Linked DNA regions of Mus musculus: region 1 is linked to region 2. A link is a contact called in public Hi-C data. All regions are on one chromosome and are shown on one strand. The core of a region is the stretch at or near the end of the contact, and the rest is flanking DNA. Distances in the headings are between cores, read along the strand shown. Region 1 has its middle 58 kb from the start of Gpr141. Region 2 holds the start of Gpr141 (G protein-coupled receptor 141).

Region 1 (6,706 bases), core at 1,660-4,159, 59 kb before region 2:
GATGTCAACTCCGAATCTCTTGTAACCTGCAAAGGCTCAGCAAACACAAGGGACAGGACTGCTGGCGAAGCCATGAGCTGTGCCGTACCAAGAAAGTCCAGTGTGTAGAAGGCTGGAGAACAAGGGACCCACTTGCATCACAGGATGGATTACAAATAAAAATAGTGAGGAGTGTGGGGAGCCTGCAGGTGAATGGATATAGAAGTTCTGAGCTGGATCAACCAGGATAAAGGGTGTGCCTTACTTGGGTTTTGATTCAAACAAGCCAGCCCCAAAAACAAACACTATGAAATTCAACCAATATCAAAAATCTGAATTTTTGGAAAATCTGAATTTTAACTGAATATATCAAGATGTCAATAAATATGAAGAATACTAAATTATTTTTCTTTCTGAAAAGGAAATGGAAGTGGAGTGGATATGGGGAAGTAGTTGAAGGTTGGGGAAGTGGAGGGAGGGAAAACTGCTTGGGAAGTATTGTAAGAGAGAAGAATCTATTTTTAATAAGAAATTTAAAAGATACTAAGAAACCATGATTTTAGGTGTGAAAATAATACATTCTTTCAAAAAAGAGTTTTTATATATATGACTGAAACATTTGTGAATTAAGTGCTGTAGTATATTTTTTTCAAAAATGTAATTTTGGGAGGAATGATGGAGATAGAAATGGGACAAGATATGTCTCCTGTTCAGAATTATTGAAGCTTAAATAATGGATGCTTGCAGTCCCGTGTACCATTCTTCATTTTCTTATACTTATAATTTTCCATTGAGAACAATCGACACACACACAAACACACACACACACACACACACACACACACACACACACACACTCTATGAGGCTTCACATGCTAAAGCTAGAGATTACCCAGATTGTGTTTTTGGAGGCCTCCCTGTAAGAATTTCCCCTTTATCTTGACCCACTAGAGACTATGGAGTTTACTTTTGCATAGTTAGCAAAGGACATTGTTTTCAGTGACTAATTGTGTTCCTGAGCGTGTGTTTGTGTGTGAGTGTACTTGTACGTGCATCATGTGTTCATACCGTGGTATACCCGTGGGAGTCATGGGACAACCGTGGGAGCTGCTCATCAGCTTCCACCTTGTTTGGGACATGGTCTCCTTATTGTTCACTCTTGTATATGCCAGGTAGCTGGCCCCAGGACATTAGGATATTCTGTCTCCACCTTCCATCTCACAAGAACCAGTAGTAGTAGATTCATGCTACCACACAGGGCTCATGCCTTCCAGGAATTCAAACTTGGTTTGTAATGCTTGCCTGGAAAGCATTTCACCCACTGAGGCAGCTCCACAGTCCTACAAAAAAACCCTTGGGTTTCATCACTTTCTAGTGTAGCACTGAGAGTTCTGCTTTTCACTGTTCAGGATTTGACTTTAGTTTCTTTTCGTAATCACATAAATACAAAAATACATCCTTATAAATTCTAAGTCGCCCATGTCTGTCATGCATGCAAAATTTTGACAAGTGCTAATAACTAGTCAGAGAACGGCTTGCTACGTGCTAGACTGGCAGATGCTTTAGGGGATAGGCATAAGTAGATACAGGGCCTTTCCTTTCTGAAAGTGGCAGATATAAGATGCCTGCAACATCGGAGAGCAGCTACAGAGTCTGGCATGCTTTTTAGCTGTGTGCTGATTGTCTAAAAAAAGAAGACTGCAGTCATTGAGCAGAGAATAATTTGTGTTTTCCTGGGATTTGGATGCATGTTAGCACAGGTATAGAATACAAAATGGGCTGTAAGAGACATGGATTGACCAGGATCCAGTCTGACAATCTAGGCTTTTCCAAAGGCCTTGGCTACTTTACACACGGCTCCAGCAAAGCCCTGCTGTGCTGGCACATTCTCAGCATGATTCTAGTTGAGGTTAGGAATATTTATCTAAATGATTCATTTTGCAGGGTCACTACTGAAATCATACTATTCAACAAATGCATGTCATGTACTGTGTGTCAGGCACGGCATTCAAAGTAAGGTGACACATTGGAGAAATCACATACTGCTTGAGCAGCCTGAAAGGATGGGTTGTGAAAAAGATGGATATTTGTCAAGTACACACACACACACACACACACACACACACACACACACACACACACACAAGTGCAACCTACAACACATGCTTTAAAATAATAGCACGTTTCTTTTGGGGGAACTGTATGACAAGGGAACCCAGTGACCCCGAGTTGTGGCTGAGATCAGAAGGGTAGAGCTGTGTAATGTCTGAGAGCCATTGGAGATACTCAACTCCAACCACCCCCTAGGATTTCCAGGCATGGGTAGGTGGACGAAACAGGTCCTTTGTTCTGCCTGTGTTTTTCATTCTTGTTGAAGTGCTTTCCAGTCTGGTTGTGGGAAGCCGTGCACAATCGACATTACAAGATGGCGCTGGCTTCTACAGTGCCTAACTAGTAAACAAGCAATGTGCGCAGGTGCTGGAGTAAATTAGTGCCAAGTCACTGCCCATCCCGGGGTGTAATAGTGGGGTGATGGGTGAGCAGCTAATCAGGAGCTGACACGTCACACAGAGGGGTATTTAAACAGCTCCATTTTCCGGGTTGGGGGTCTTCCTGAGAAGTAAGCAATAAAGCTTTGCCGTAGAAGGATCTGGTTGTCCGAGTGTGTTTTGCTGGCGAAACGTTACAAGGACATCTGGTCTTTGCCCACAGGCTTCTTGCTTTACTAATTTAGTCTTTACTATCATCCTGTTGATATTTTAGCATTGATTATACAGGGCTGTAGCAGTTATTCCAAAGCTTTGGAGGTGAGAAAGCACCACTACAAACTCCTAGGCAAAGGAGGGTTGGCCTTGGTTCAGTGACACACAGCTTCACATATTGCTAGAGCAAATAATGGGCTTATCATCTGGGGAAGGAATCTGGCCCAAACATTGGGCAACACCACAGCTGATATTAAGCAGCCTCAGGACAAGGAAGTGCTGCGGGCTGCTCAGGCGATAAGGCTGCAGGAGACAAGGGAACTGTTGCACCCCTCTAGATTGTTTGCCTGTGTGTCTGAGTCTCCAAGGTGAGGCAATGAACCTTAGAAGCTGCCCACTCCATTTGCTTACCTTCCGAAGTGGAAGGGTGCCGGGCTGATAGAGGCATTGCTGCCTGCCTATTCAAGTAGCAGGCGCCATACGATTTCTTTAACCCATGGATATGTGCTTTAAATGCAAAATAGAAAAAGGGATTCAGAGTATTTGAGGGAAAAATCAAGTTGAGAAGCAGAAAACAGAGCAAAGAAAACCTTAATCAGCATTTATTAGGCACTGAGTGACTGAGTGCATAAATAATGTGTTAAGTGTTTTATATAAACAGAAAAATATATGCTTTATACATTTTACACTTTACACAATATATACATATATATATACATAATACATACACACACATTATGTTAGTATACTATATGTGGTTTCTTTTGAGATTTTCATATATAAAAATCTCTCCTCCTCAACACTTCCCATGGCCTCTTACTCCACAAATTCATGATTTCTTATTCTGTAATTCTTGTTACATATGTACACATACATACAAATTCATACATACAACATGTTGAGTTCATTTAGTATTGTGCAGGTGTATATATATGTTTAGAGTTGAGCACTTGGGATTAACCTCTCCTAGGGCTTAGCATTGGACAAAACTGATTCTGCCGTTTGTAGTAGCCCCTGCTTGTTTGTAGTTCTTCATCTAGAGGTGGGTTCTCGTGAGATTTACATCCTCCATGTCTGCAGGTCACTTCCTATTATCATTAATCCCTTGGGTGCAGCTTCCCTATCACTCATGGAAGGCACAATCTCACAGAAGACATCCTGGTTCTGTGGCTCTTACTATTTTTCTACCCCTTCTTCTAAGACGTCCCTGAGCCTTAGTTTAGAGGGGCTGTAGTACATTAACCGATATCGGACGCTCCATGGCCAGCTGATCCCTGGATTTTGACAAGTTGTGGTTTTTTTTGTAATGGTCTCTTCCTGCTTCACAAAGAAGCTTCTTGATGACAGGAAAGAGCTACGCTTAGCTGTGGGTATATGGAGAAGCATTTAGAAGGAAGTTAGGAAGTATACTGGTTTAGGGCTAATAATAGTTCTATAGTTAGAACCTATCTAGGGCCCCTGGCCTTACTAGCCATGGGTATTGGGCTGGATTTACACTGTGAATCCTACACTTCTTCCTGTTGGAACAGATAGCTATTGCATACTCCCTAGGCTATAATGACTCTACTGAACCTTTTGGGATATCTGGTCATTCTGGCTATTGCTGTGGTTTGTAGGTATTACAGCAGGTAGGACTATTGTTTGCTTTTATCCGTTGTCACAGTGTGTCATGGTGGAAGTTCATGTTCATTGGAGAATAAACCTGTACGCTTAGTGTCAGGAAAAAGCAGAGAGAAAGAGTCAGAGTCCCAGTATCCCCTCCAACAGCCTAACTTTCACAGGTTAAGTACCACCTCTTAAAAGTTCTACCATCACCCAATAATAAGACTGAATAAACCTTCAGCTACTAGGCCTCTTGGGGAACATTCAAGATTCAAACTATAATACTGTTGTGTGTGTGTGTGTGTTATGTTTTATATTTTCATGTATCATGTGCACATATATGTTTTCTTTAAATCCATCCGGAAGATTTGTAAGTACCCTGTAGGCATTCCAATGACCTGGGACAGTGCTTGTGCTATTCTTACACTTGATCTTAGCCAAAAGGCCGAGAAGCGATTGTGCTATTTTTACTAAACCACATAGAAATAAGGAATATATAAATGTCCTTAGCTGTTTCACCTGTCTGTTTTGGTTGGTGGAGCTCAGTTCAGGGGATTGGTCCTGCTCTTTCCACTGTGACAGCTCTCTTTAGCCTAGTCATGGCCAGGAGCATCAGTGCTCTTGTTTGCCCAGCCCGTGTGGGGTGAGCATCCAGCCTTTGTCGTCATGTTATTGATTGTGTGTGCAGGTGTTTGCATGAGGGAGCTAATTCTATCCAGATTCTGCTTTTTCAAAGCTCTCCTACATTCCCCAGACTCTCACAGGGGTGTGTCGCACACACTGCACCCCAGACTCTCACAGGGGTGTGTCGCACACACTGCACCCCCGACTCTCACAGGGGTGTGCCACACACACTGCACCCCCGACTCTCACAGGGGTGTGTCTCACACACTGCACCCCCGACTCTCACAGGGGTGTGCCACACACACTGCACCCCCAACTCTCACAGGGGTGTGCCACACACACTGCACCCCCGACTCTCACAGGGGTGTGCCACACACACTGCATTAGAGTCTTTTATGGTGCAATTTTGTGAGGTTTCCATGTCTTCGGAGAGTCCTTTAGGTTATAAGCTGGGAAAAAAATGATTTTTTTTTAAGCAGCATATTATCCCTCAAAGGCATCTTTCATTAAAATTCTGTTTTTAACATAAGTAAACAAACAAAAATCCTGAGAGGAAATAGCTCCCCCTGCGACACCATCACAGACTTTTGTAGGAAGAGAGGCAGCGTTTCTGCAAAATGGTTGTCTCCCTGGTCACCACTAGGAAGCAGCTTTGGATAAGGTCCTATAACCTTGACCGGCAATGAAATGACTAGGGTTGATTCCAGCCTCTCACTGTCAGGAGCACTCCAGAGAAATGGGATGACGCAGAGTCAGAAGCCAGGATTTTGGCTTTATCACTGATTGTGTGAGAAGACTGTACAAGTCAATACATTCTTGTAATTCAATTGCCTCTACTAGAAAATGTGTGTGTGTGTCTGTGTGTGTGGCACATGTATGGTATAGGCAGAAGTTGGTGTCTGGAGTCTTCTTTGATTTTTCTCCACCTGCATATTGGGGCTGCATATTGAGGCTGAGTCTTTCACTTGTGTCTAGAACTCACCAGTCTGGGTAGTCACCCACCTGCCCTGGGCCCTGTGTCTTTGTCCATCTAGTGGTGAGTTTGTAGGGAAGCTGCCGTGCTGATGCTATGTTTTAGGAGATGAGGATCTGAACTCTCATCCATACACTTGTGTAGCCAGCACTCTATACTTGGTCATAGTTCCAGCCCACTGAAGTTTTGTTTTGTTTTTAAAAGACATTGCATTTGTTTCATATGCATTGATTACTAGAATTCTTTATTTTTTACAGTTACTGAAAAGTTTATTAAGAATTTCAAGACTTTTTGAGAAATTTAAAATAAATATAAAACATTTAACCAGAAAATCTATCCAATATACAATACCTATTAAATTTAGTATAGTATTCATGTGTGTCTGTGTGCACATAACAGTATTAACTTAAAAATTGGGGTCATGAATTTGAGAGGGAGGTTGTGGTAGCAGAAGTCAGGGGACAGTGGTAGGGGTGGACATGATGCAAATAAGGCACACATGTTCAAAATTCTCAAAAAATAATAAGTGAAAGAAATAAAACAGAAAAAAAGTTACTTAGGAAAGAAGTAAATATATGGCAAAGATAATAAATAGATAAAGCTTGAATGAAACAATGATTGAATAAAAAAGGACACAAGAAGGTCTTTTGTTTCTGGTCTTTCTTCTTATCCTCTCTATAGCTGATAATTCTTAACTGTAAAGTTTGTTCTCCAAATATTGAATCTGTAATGTTTGTAAGGACACCAAAGAAGTGGCATCCATCAAACTTGAATATGGAAGTTTTCTGAGCCTTAGATAAAATAATATTTAGCTCAAATGAGATTG
Region 2 (6,165 bases), core at 3,090-5,589:
CTGGCTTCTCTTCCACATTACTTCTTATAAATTGAGTATTTAATTTTAGTTGCATTATTTTTTAATTTTCTATTTCATTTGAAGAGTAGAGTCCAGTAGAAACACTTCTTATTTCATTTCTGTTCTTCAAACTAGTTTAGTTACTTTCAAGCTAATCACATCCAGACCTCTTTGGGCATTTGTTTCTATTTTCTATTTATCTCTATTTGGTATGTCATTGGTCAATGAAGCAAAGAGGAAGTGGGAGAGGGAAGAGGGTTGGGGTGTAACTCAGTGGTAGAGTCCCTGTGGTTAATCCTCAGAACATAGACACACCACACATGGGTGAGATCACGTGCGTGTGTGCACATACACACACACACACACACACACACACACACACACACACACACACAGACAGAGTAGTTGTAAGAAAGTAAGAAGAGGAAATAGCAGTAGATCCTAAATCAGCATCTCTCTAAACAAATCAAAAAATGGATTTTGCTGGAAAGATATACACACATTAATACTGGAGAGACTGGTCATCACATGTAGTTACAGACATGTTCATGCACAGATGCAGTTCATAATCATGTCTCATAATTGCATGTTTTAAAAAGTTAGTCAGGAATGTCTCCAGGCCAGAGAGTCACTATTTAGATTTCAGTGAAAGAAAGTATACTCTCTTAGCAGACGTATTTCACGGTTTAAACATGTTCACTGTGGTTTGCTTTAAACGGTCCTATCTGAGACAAACACATAAAGAAACAAAACAAACTAAACTGAAACAAGGAGCTGGTTGGAAGGTGTGTTAGCAGTCATCCCAGGTGGCAGCTCTACTTCTGCACAAGCAGAGTGCTTGCCCTGTCTGGATAGCTGCCTGGATTAACTTTACAGAAGACCAGAATTAACTAATCGATATGATATCATCATTCAGAGGGCAGATTTTTTCCTGCTGTGCAAGTGTAGCTGTGGGGATAGTGCCAAGTCCCTAATCTTTCAAGTGACCACATAATTGTCTATATTTGAGATTCACACTTCTAGTTCATGCCTTCTAGTGTAGCACACTCAGTTTCATATGGTAAGAAGGGGCTCACTGCTCTCATACTGTTCCCATGTTGGTGTCTTTTCTATCTAGTGCCTCTGGTCTCTTTTTGCTCAAGTCCTCAGTGCTAAGCTGGGACTCACACTTCCTTGAGAGAAGCATGCTTAGAAATCAGGCACTTGTTTATGTCTCGCACTGCAGGTTTTGTTCCTTAAGTGCCTCAGTAACTTGCGAAAGAGTGCCCCTCTCTAGATCCCTCCATCTTCCTTAATCTGCAGATACTATGGATATCAAAAAATTGAAATACCTCCAACCACAGGTCTTTTTAGTGACCAACATTTTTACTCATGTGCAGATATGAAACATGACTGCTGAAATTCAATACTTTCCTGATGTAAAGTTCCTTCTCTTCAAACTACAAAGTTAGTTACTTAAACTAGGAATGGATTGCCAGAAGCTGGCTGAAACAATTACCATCTTAGCCCTGTAAAGGAGATCAGAAACCACCAGAAATGATCAAGTTACATCTAACTAGGGCCTGTAAAGTAACACGAACTCAAGGTTAGTATCAACTTGGTGCCTCTAACATATTTTAAAATACAAATACATCTAAATATAGCTTAAAATGCAGGTGTGTCTAAGATGTTGGTTAAAAACAAATTTTATAACTAACTCATAGGCTTATAGACTATTACACGATTTACAAAGTAATGATTATATTAAAAATTGCCTTAAGGCCCACTCCAGGAGATGGACCCTATATCTGATACTGAGATTAGATAGCCCAGAGACCTATGGTAAAATCAAATACTATTGGTCTATAAAAAGAAAAGCAAATGTGATAGAATGGTTCCTAGTGACATCGTGCTATCCATGTCAATCAGTGCCTTGCTCTGCCATCATCACAGAATCTTCCTCTTGCAGCCACACATGCAGACAGTGAGAAACCTTGGACCCTCAGCCCTAAATGGGATGCCTTCTACTCCCCACCCACTCCACCACAGAGCTCAAGAACCCCATGGAAGTGGAGGTGGAAATAGGATAAGAGCCAGAGAGCATGGAGAACACCAAGAAAACAAGGCCTTCTAAATCAACACGAACAAGGCTCATATAAACTCAGAGATGGAGGCAGCACGCACAGGACCAACACGGGTCTGCACCACGTCCTCTGTGCTTACATTATAGCTTCCAGTTTAGTATTTTTATGGGGTTCCTGAGTGTGCAAACAAATGAGTTAATGACTTTTGTGGCTTCTCTTGATCTTTTCCTTCTATTGGTTTGTCTTGCCAAACTATGATATTATAGTTTTGTTTTATCTTATTGTTAATGTTTTGTCTAAGCTCCTCTCTACAGCTACCTGGCAACAGCCAGTTATGCCTGACTCACTATAAAAAGGACTGCTCGCCTCTCTGCTCTCTCTTGCTCTTGCCTTCTTGCTCCCTTCTGTCCTCTAGCTCCTTCCCCTTCTCTTCCCATTCCCCTACCCCCTCTCTCTCCTCGTGCTCAAGGCAGCCCCCCCAACTCTGTCTCTACTATCCTCTTAACTCCTCTCCCCATGCCCTGAATAAACTCTTTTCTATACTATACCATCATGTGGCTGGTCCCTCAGGGGGAAGGGATGCCTCAGCATGGGCCCTCGGAGGCATCCCCCTTCCCCCACACCTGACTGCACAGCCTACCAAATAAATTTCTCTCTTTATCTTTTTATAAAACACAACAGTTATTATATTTTATTTTGTTATGATTTTAGAAAGTGAATGAATGAATGAACACCTAGCCACTAGGGTATAGGTTAAAAACTGAACTGTCACCTATACCTGCTGAGAGAGAAAAACAGGTTTCTCTGATAGAGTGACACTGGGTTTATCAACCACTCCAGAATAGACCCCATGTTCAGTAGTTAACTAACATATAATGGACTTTTCAGGTTTTGTTTTTCCTGTGTGTATGCTTTTATTTGGCTATGGTTTGATGTTTCTTTTTGTTCCTTGTTTTTTATTTTTGGATTTATTTTTATTTTACTTTCTTGGTTTGGGGGAGTTTTGTTGTTGATTAGATTTTTGCTTATTTTTTAAGAAAGAATTAAATTTGCATGGGTAAGGAGGAGGGATAAGATCTGAAAAGACTTGGGGAAAGGGGATGAATATGGTCATAATATATTTAAATTTAAAAATATTTTTAAATAATAAAAAATAAGCAAAATTATATAATTTAAATAAAAAATAAAATAATTCAAAGTTAATGATATTGACATAATGCACATATGGCACAAAGAACTTACTTTCAAAACAGTATAATATCTTTATAATTGTGTGTATAAATTTGTTTATTTACTTATTTATTTATTTATTTAAAGATTCTGTTGAAATTTAAAGAGTGAATCGGGACTGAATGGTTCAGTGAGTAAACGTGTTTAGGATGCAGGCCTGTGATGAGTTCAGTCTTTGGAACCAATTTGGAAGAAGATAATTAACTCTGCCAAGTTGTCCTCTGACCTCCACACATGCACTGTGGTGCATTCCCTCCCATCCTTTCTCTCTAACACTTTCCATATCTTCTTTCCCAGTGTCTTAAACACTCATCATCATCAACAATAACAACAATAAATCAATAAATAAAAAAGTCACCATGCACAAATGCATTCTTCATCCATTGCTAGAATATGTTTAGATTGAAAGCTTTCTATTAATCTGTGACATGAGTAGAGTATTTTGGTCACTGCTGTATATTAGTGAAAATATTAATACTGAACTAACCACCAAAGTTAGAAGAGAAGGAGCCCTGGGTCACCTGTGTAGAAAATATTTTACACACACACACACACACACACACACACACACACACACACACACACACAGAGAGAGAGAGAGAGAGAGAGAGAGAGAGAGAGAGAGAGAGACAGAGAGAGAGAGAGAGAGAGAGACAGAGAGAGAGAGAGAGAGAGAGACAGAGAGAGAGAGAGAGAGAGAGACAGAGACAGAGACAGAGACAGACAGACAGACACACAGAGACAGAAAAAATACTTCACCCTTAACATAATACATGGCTCATCTCTTGTTTCTGTTTTTCATAATATCGCCTTTATTTCATATTCTCTATAAAGTTTGATAAGAAATACTTAACAGAGTAATCAACAAACCTTAATAAACATTTCTTGACAGTAGGCCTTCCTGTCATTTTTTTTTTTCACTTTGGACTATTCATCCTTAAATGCTTGGCATTTTTCGTGCTAGTGTGCTTGAAATGGCTTTGAGGTTTTGTGGTCTGATGACACCCTGAAGAACACAGAACCCTTGAGCTTCCTTTTGCACAGTGGTCAGTTTACAGACTTTGTGAACAAGGAGGGTGGATGTGCCAAGACAGCCCTGCTGCTGGAGAGCCTCTCTGGAATTTAGACCGGTAACCCGACTCAGCAACTCATACTGGAAATCTGGCTTTTAAGGTAAGTGTTGAAGTACTGGGGTAAAGGTTTCTGCAATGACCTTGATAAAAACAGGCCTCCTGTTGTTTTCTGGGTCTAATTTGGAATCTTCAGAACCAAGTGCTATGAAAAGAAAGCTCCTCGATTTTTACCACAAAGCTCTGTTCTAAAAAGAATTGCCTTCTCCTTCCTGTGTGTGACATATCTTCTGAAAATGAAGTCAAGTTTGTATTAGGTATTAAAGTGGACACACTTATTTCAGAATTTGTCCCAAAAGAGAAACAGAAATGAATCCCAGTTACAGCATCATAGAGGACTTGGTGTTAGATTTATAGACAGTTATTTAGAGACTTACCTTTAAAATGATGTGGTTTTTAGTATAAAGTCCCTTTAATGCTTTTATTGACAATGTCATCATATTTCATTTGGAACCATTCTGATAACCCTAATCAATACAAAAAAATTATCATAGCAATCACATCCTGAGAAATTTCTAAAGAAATTGGCTCAAAATAATCTGTGTGTTGTTTTACTTTTGAATTTCTGGGCGTGAAACCCAGGGCCTGCTTAGGCAAGGGAAGCACTTGGTCACTGAACTGAACTCTCAGCATACTACACTCCTTGTCATCCCAATTTTAAGTTATGTGACAGAAACACTCTAAAATTAATTTTTGAACTCATAAATAAACACCTGTACAATTAATTTTATTTTCTGAAAATGCCATTATCTCTTATATACAACTAATGGTATACTTCCAATATGTGGAATGAAATAAGATAATATTTTAAAAACAGTCATTCTCAATGATATAATATTTGTCATTTTTTTTGTATGTCTTGTTTTACTTAGTGGATTGTCCTCTGGGCTCATATGTGCTGGTAGAGATAGAAAAACCCCTTTATTTTAGACAAAGGAGTAATTTTTACTATATTTATGTCTTTATATTTTCATTACCACTGATCTATGGATGGACATTGTTAATTTTGGCTGTTGAAATATTGTAATAGTGAACATGGAGATGCTCACATCTCTCCATGATACTCCCTTCATGTCCTTAGGTACATGCAAAGAGAGGGGATTGTTGCATCATGTGAATTTACTTTATCAATGAATCCATGTGTACTTCAAAGTATGCTTCCATGTGTGTCTTTATATCTATGTATATCACTCTGTGATTTGCAATTTTGTTGATGCATTCATACAACTATTAAAGTGACTAGAAATGCAAAAAAAAAAAAAAGTCACTCTCTGACTCTACAAAGCTAGCTCTGTCCTTTTTCTAAATGTATTCTTGCAAGTCACTAAATTCACTGTGCTTCAGTTTCCTCACAGCTACAGAATATAATTGAGAAATTACTTTTTCAGTTTTACAACTCCTTATCCTGTTTTCTAAATCAATTTATAAGTTAGTACCTTAGTCAATAGGCAGAACAGGAAGAGCAGCTGGTGATCAATCAGGGGGTGGCAATTCTGTTTGTCAAAATCCTGTTTGGTTGGAGAAATATTATCTAAACCTTCTAGGCCAGAAAAGTTTGACAAACTTTTTTTTTTTAAATAAAGGCTGCATAATAATCATTTTATGCTGTGAAGGCTGAGGAAAGTTGAAGGCAACATGTTAGTATTCATGTGTCCATTTAAAATGAAACATTAAAACCACAACAACTGTTCTTAGTTCACAGCAGATACAAAAGAGAGAAGAAAGGTGGCTGGAGCTTAGGG

Evidence for each region. A called contact is a pair of places that touch in the nucleus more often than the background predicts.
Region 1: a contact with region 2 is called in a Hi-C map of bone marrow-derived macrophages, with 2.0 times the contacts expected there. The contact joins the enhancer-like site here to the promoter of Gpr141 in region 2. A contact is called at or near these places in 3 of 484 Hi-C or Micro-C datasets (bone marrow-derived macrophages, group 2 innate lymphoid cells and nephron progenitors) and 2 of 9 other capture datasets (adipose tissue and liver).

What each region holds. Positions count from the first base shown.
Region 1 is chr13:19,879,329-19,886,034 of GRCm38.p6, reverse strand. No RefSeq gene overlaps it. Among named protein-coding and RNA genes, the nearest start is that of Gpr141, 58 kb to the right of the region's middle. Within about 2 kb of position 2,909, at least 17 of the 459 cell types and tissues checked have an H3K27ac peak or open chromatin away from gene starts, as enhancers often do. A contact at or near this core is called in bone marrow-derived macrophages, where this site is marked.
Region 2 is chr13:19,822,431-19,828,595 of GRCm38.p6, reverse strand. It overlaps Gpr141 (G protein-coupled receptor 141), which reads left to right and starts at 4,339. Exons shown (of 5, transcript NM_181754.4): 1 at 4,339-4,466.